2 separate regions of the Macaca mulatta genome follow, and region 2 is linked to region 1. Evidence: chromatin contacts called from public Hi-C data. All regions are on one chromosome and are shown on one strand. Each heading gives the region's core, a stretch centred on a gene start, on an enhancer-like site or on the middle of the called end of the contact. The rest is flanking DNA. Distances are from core to core; before and after follow the strand shown.

Region 1 (2,700 bases), core at 21-2,520:
TTGGGTCTTTTTTTTTTTCTTTTCTTTTCTTTTTTTTTTTTTTTGAGATGGAGTCTCGCTGCAACACCCCGGCTGGAGTGCAGTAGCATAATCTCGGCTCACTGCAAGCTCTGCCTCCCAGGTTCAAGCGATTCTCCTGCCTCAGCCTTCCGGAGTAACTGGGGTTACAGGCACCCGGTATCATGTCCACCTAATTTTTGTATTTTTAGTAGAGACGGGATTTCGTCATGTTGGTCAGGCTGGTCTTGAACTCCTGACCACAGGTGTTCCGCCCGCTTCAGCCTCTCAAAGTGCTGGGATTACAGGCGTGAGCCACTGTGCCCGGCTGTTGTTACTTTTAAGAGGTTTTCATTGCAAACAATTTAGCTAGAGTATTTTACTAAACTTAATTGTGATGGTGAGTGTGTGTGAATGTTTACTTTAAATACAGAAGCCCAAATTTGTTAACGTTTGTTGATTTTAAAGGAAATTTAATTCTCTCTCTCTAGAGAATCATTATTATCCATGGTAGATTGTTGAACAGGGGTGGAGAAGAAGACAAATTAGTGTGATATGAGCATTACATTACAAGATAGTTTTACATTTGGTGGTGCTGGTGCTGGTAGGAGGTTGGAAACAAAGTCTGTTGTCAGTTTTAGCTGCGATTCCTTTAAGCATGTTTCTTAAGCTGGGCTGGGCGCGGAGGCTCAGGCCTGGAATCCCAGCACTTTGGGAGGCCGAGACCGGCGGATCACGAGGTCAGGAGATCGAGATCATCCTGGCCAACACAGTGAAACCCCTGTCTCTACTAAAAATAGAACAGGTGTGTTGGCGGGCGCCTGTAGTCAGTCCCAGCTACTCAGGAGGCTGAGGCTGGAGAATTGCTTAAACCCAGGAGGCGGAGGTTGCAATTAACTGAGATCGTGCCATTGCACTCCAGCCTGGGTGACAGAGGGGAGACTCCATCTCAAAAAAAAAAAAAAAAAAAAAAAAAAAAAAAAAAAAAAGTTTCTTAGACTGAAACATATGTCGCGTTGCTTGAGGCTATCTGTAGTGTCTGTTGGGGAAATCGACCTGCTGTATTGTCTTTGGAAGTGTTACACTTTTTGAAAACGCTTCTGAAAGTGGGCACGTATGTGTCTTTTCTCTGAAAGGATCAAATCAGATTTGTGACTTTTGGGTTATGGTACTAAAGTGAGACTCAGCTTTTAATGCTTCCTAGCTCTAGGAAATGTTTAGGATTTGACTAAATCGGGATTGGCATGAGATACTCATATACATAGGACTTACTTACACGCTTGCAATAGTGCCAGATGGAGCCACGGACCACTTCCCAGCGCAGCATTTCAGGCTGCTACTCCCAGTCCTTGGAACTCAGAAACAATTTACCAACTCTGAACAAGTGGCTTCCAGCTTGAAATCTATCCCACTCTGGTTGCGGTGGCTCATGTCTGTAATCCCAGGACTTGGGAGGCCAAGGTGGGATGATGCCTGAGCCTAGGAGTTCAAGACCAGCCTGGGCAACATAGTAAGACCCTGTCTTTAAAAAAATGAAAAGAAAAAAAAGGCCGGGCGCAGTGCTATGTGCCTGTAACCCCAGCTACTTGGGAGGCTGAGGCAGGAGCATTGCTTGAACACAGGAGGTGGAGGTTGCGGTGAGCTGAGATCACGCCACTGCACTCTGGCCTGGGAGACAGAGCGAGGCTTCATAGAGCAAGACTTTATCTCAAAAAAAAAAAAAAAAAAAACTCCAGTGAGGTTGGGGGATCTTGAGGCTGCAGTGAGCCTTGATTGCGCCACTGCATTCTAACTTGGATGACTGAATGAGGTGCCATCTCTTAAGGGAAAAAAATTGTTTTAACAACTATGAAGAAGAATGGCCAAACAGCTGTGGACTCCTAACAGTCATCCCCAGCTCAGATACTAGCATCTCTCTGCCTGTTGATGGAGGGAAAGCACGTGGAGAGTTTGGGAAGCGGGATTGACTTGAGGAAATGATACCCTCTCACCCCTGGGGATGGGTGTTTGAGAGTAAAAGTAATAAAAAGTAATAAAGGTGACTTGACTTGAATATGTGTGTGTGTATGTGTATTTTATTATTTATTTGTTTATTTTTATTTATTTATTTATTTTTGAGACGGAATTTTGCTTTTGTTGCCTAGGCCAGAGTGCAGTGGTGCTATCTCAGCTCACTGCATCCTCTGCCTCCCAGGTTCAAGTGATTCTTCTGCCTCATCCTCCCTAGTAGCTGGGACTGCAGGTGTCCGCCACCACGCCTAGCTAATTTTTTGTATTTTTAATAGAGACAGGGTTTTACTATGTTATGTTGGCCAGGCTGGTCTCAAACTCCTGACCTCGTGATCTACCCATCTCGGCCTCCCAAAGCGCTGGGATTACAGGTGTGAGCCAGCGCGCCCGGCTCATTTTTTGGTTTGTTTTGGTTTGTTTTGTGATGCGGAGTCTCCCTGTGAGCCACCGTGCCTGGCCATTTTCATTATTATTTTTTTTTTAAATAAAAACATTGCCAGGCACAGTAGCTCATGCCTGTAATCCCAGCACTTTGGGAGGCCGAAGTGGACGGATCACCTGAAGTCGGGAGTTCGAGATCAGCCTGACCAACATGGAGAAACCCCGTCTCTACTAAACATACAAAAATTAGCCAGGCGTGGTGGTGGGCACCTGTAATCCCAGCTACTCAGGAGGCTGAGGCAGGATAATCAC
Region 2 (2,700 bases), core at 44-2,543, 170 kb before region 1:
GTTTGGTGATGTCCATTTTCCAACTGTATATATCCTCAAACTTGCACTGATAACCCCCATTTTACCAGGGCAAGATTAGGAAGAGGTACCAAGATGTGTCTGAAAATTTCCCTTGTCAGTTTACTTATGCAAACATTGCACATCTGAACTGTAATTTGACCATTTCCTACTGACAGGATTTCCTTTTGCTTTTGTCTGCCTCCTCTTCACATCTTCCTCTTTATCCACCCTACCAAACAAGCAAAACATTTATTTAAAGTAGTTCTAGGCCGGGCGCGGTGGGTCACACCTATAATCACAGCACTTTAGAAGGCCGAGGCGGGCGGATCACCTGCGGTCAGGAGTTCCAGACCAGCCTGACCAACATGGTGAAATCCCATCTCGGCTTTTTTTTGAGACGAAATCTCGCTGTCCCGCAAGCTGGCGTACAGTGGCGCGATCTCGGCTCACTGCAACTTCCGCCTCCCGGGTTCAGGCGATTCTCCTGCCTCGGCCTCTCTAGTAGCTGGAATTAACAGGCGCGCGCCATCAAGCCCAGCTAACTTTTGTATTCTTAGCAGAGACGGGGTTTCACCATGTTGGCCAGGCTGGTCTCGAACTCCTGACCTCAAGTGATCCGCCCGCCTCGGCCTCCCAAAGTGCTGGGATGACAGGCGGGAGCCACCGTGCCCGGCCTGCGTTTCATTTATTGACGGCTAATTTTCCAGGAGTCCAGGAATCCCCAAACGTCCTCTATGCCATAGGTAATCCAATCAGTTTGGGGCAGAAAGCCGCCTGGAAGTGGGCGTGGAGAACGGAGGCGTGAGCGCCACGGGAACGGGGAGATTACCTGCAGCTGGGGGGCGGGGAGGCCGGATCCCAGGCGGGACAGTGGCTAGGCTGCGTGTCGCCACCCGCGACCCTCGTTTACCCCCTGGGTCTCTGGACGGCGGGGAGCCGGGGCGAAGACAACACAAGGACGGGGTTCTCGGATGCCTCGCGAGTGGGGCAGAGGCGGCGGCGGCGAAGCGACAACTTCCGCCGGAAAACGGTCCCTGGCGCGGGGCACGCTGGGAGCCGCGGACGGCGGGCGCGGGCTGGGCCGGGTCTGGCGGCGGCCGCGCACCCCGCGTCGTCTGGGGTACTGTGGCGTCGTGCGCTGATGACAGGCCCGACACGCCCCCCCTGACGTCCGCGATCCCGTCTTGGCTCAGCCTCTCGCAGCCTTGCGCTCGTGGGAGAGTCCCGCCTCCTCCTGCGAACCGCACCACCCAGAGCCCGGCGTGCGCCCCGGGCCCGTCTCTGACGGAAGCCGGGGCGGAAGGTCGGAGTCCGGAAGAAAAACAGCCCGCGACAGCCGGCAGGGCTACTCTAGCCGGGACCCGCTGGCCGGGAGACGCGAACCTGCCGGACCAGCGCGCGGGGACGACGGCGGCCATGAGCTCGCGGAAGCTGAGCGGGCCGAAGGGCAGGAGGCTCAGGTGAGGAGACGCTGGCGGCAGAGGAGGCCTGCTCGGGGCATCGCTGCCGCCGACCCCCTCGGGCTGCGGGCTGGGGGTGGACGCAGACCGGGAGACAAGGCACCAGACCTCCATGACTGCCTTTGGTTCAGGGGCGCTACCACCTTCTCCCACGCCTGTGTCAGGTGGGCTGCGTTGGGCCCGAGCCTCGCGCCCCCTCTAAGCCGAGGCTGCCAAGCTCGTTCCCACTGGGGCGCAAGCAGGTGTCCCGGTTGCTTTGTGGAGAGGACAGCCGTGTTGGGTTGTTTGAGGTTAAAGACATAACGAGGCCGTCACCTTTCAGCTCTAGGTTAGAAATCTTGTTCCTGCTTCTCATCAGCACGTACATCAGGAGGTCTGCCTGATCCCATGGTGACCCCCGGGAACCCGAAATCAGATTGAGATAAGATCCTTTAGTGAAGTGACTTAGCCTGGTCTCTTGCCTGCTCTTTCACGGGGAACAAGGCTAATCGCCCACTTAGTGTAAGTCACGATGCCTGGATTTGCTGCTAATCGTCGGATTTGAGAGTGGGAACAAGAAATCCGGACTTTTGCTCTCCATCCTCTTAGAGTGAGTCTGAGAAAGTAAGTCTCTGAGCAAAAGATCTTTTGTTCCTTAAGCCTCTGTGGGACAGCAGGGGGAGATCGTAAACAAATGAAGCACACAATCTCAGGCTGAGCGCCTGGGAAGGTGGTTTCTGTACAGTGTTGTTTATGCTAACAGGGAGGGACAGGAAGTTGCTTTAAACTGGCCAAGAATTTCTTGAAGTGCCTTTGAGAACGTCGACCTCTAAGAACAGGGTCTGTTGGAGAAGAGATGTTTTGGCATCATCTGCTCTTTTCTCCCGTCCCCCTGTACCCTCTGCCACTCCAGATCTCCAGCTGCTGCAGGTGCTCCTCATCGTGTGCCTAGGACTCAGGCCAGGCTGTTCCTGGTCTCTGCAGGGTCTGCAGCTCCTGCGTGCTCTGTGCTGCGCACAGTCTGGGGCTTCTTTTTTTTTTTTTTTTTTTTTTTTTTTTGAGACGGAGTCTCGCTCTGTCGCCCAGGCTGGAGTGCAGTGGCGCGATCTCGGCTCACTGCAAGCTCCGCCTCCCGGGTTCCCGCCATTCTCCTGCCTCAGCCTCCCGAGTAGCTGGGACTACAGGCGCCCGCCACCGCGCCCGGCTAATTTTTTGTATTTTTAGTAGAGACGGGGTTTCACTGTGGTCTCGATCTCCTGAC

Evidence for each region. Hi-C and Micro-C count contacts between places; a contact is called where the count stands out from the background.
Region 2: a Hi-C map of fetal cortical plate shows a contact between it and region 1, with 2.1 times the contacts expected there. The contact joins the promoter of INPP5K here to the enhancer-like site in region 1. A contact is called at or near these places in 4 of 14 Hi-C or Micro-C datasets (CD4 T cells, fetal cortex germinal zone, fetal cortical plate and 1 more).

Annotation. Positions count from the first base shown.
Region 1 is chr16:2,894,006-2,896,705 of T2T-MMU8v2.0, reverse strand. All of the region lies in intron 6 of YWHAE (tyrosine 3-monooxygenase/tryptophan 5-monooxygenase activation protein epsilon), which reads left to right. Among named protein-coding and RNA genes, the nearest start is that of YWHAE, 52 kb to the left of the region's middle. Within about 2 kb of position 1,270, at least 2 of the 40 cell types and tissues checked have an H3K27ac peak or open chromatin away from gene starts, as enhancers often do. A contact at or near this core is called in fetal cortical plate, where this site is marked.
Region 2 is chr16:3,067,726-3,070,425 of T2T-MMU8v2.0, reverse strand. INPP5K (inositol polyphosphate-5-phosphatase K) reads left to right here and starts at 1,293. Exons shown (of 12, transcript NM_001260646.1): 1 at 1,293-1,460. The coding sequence starts at 1,417.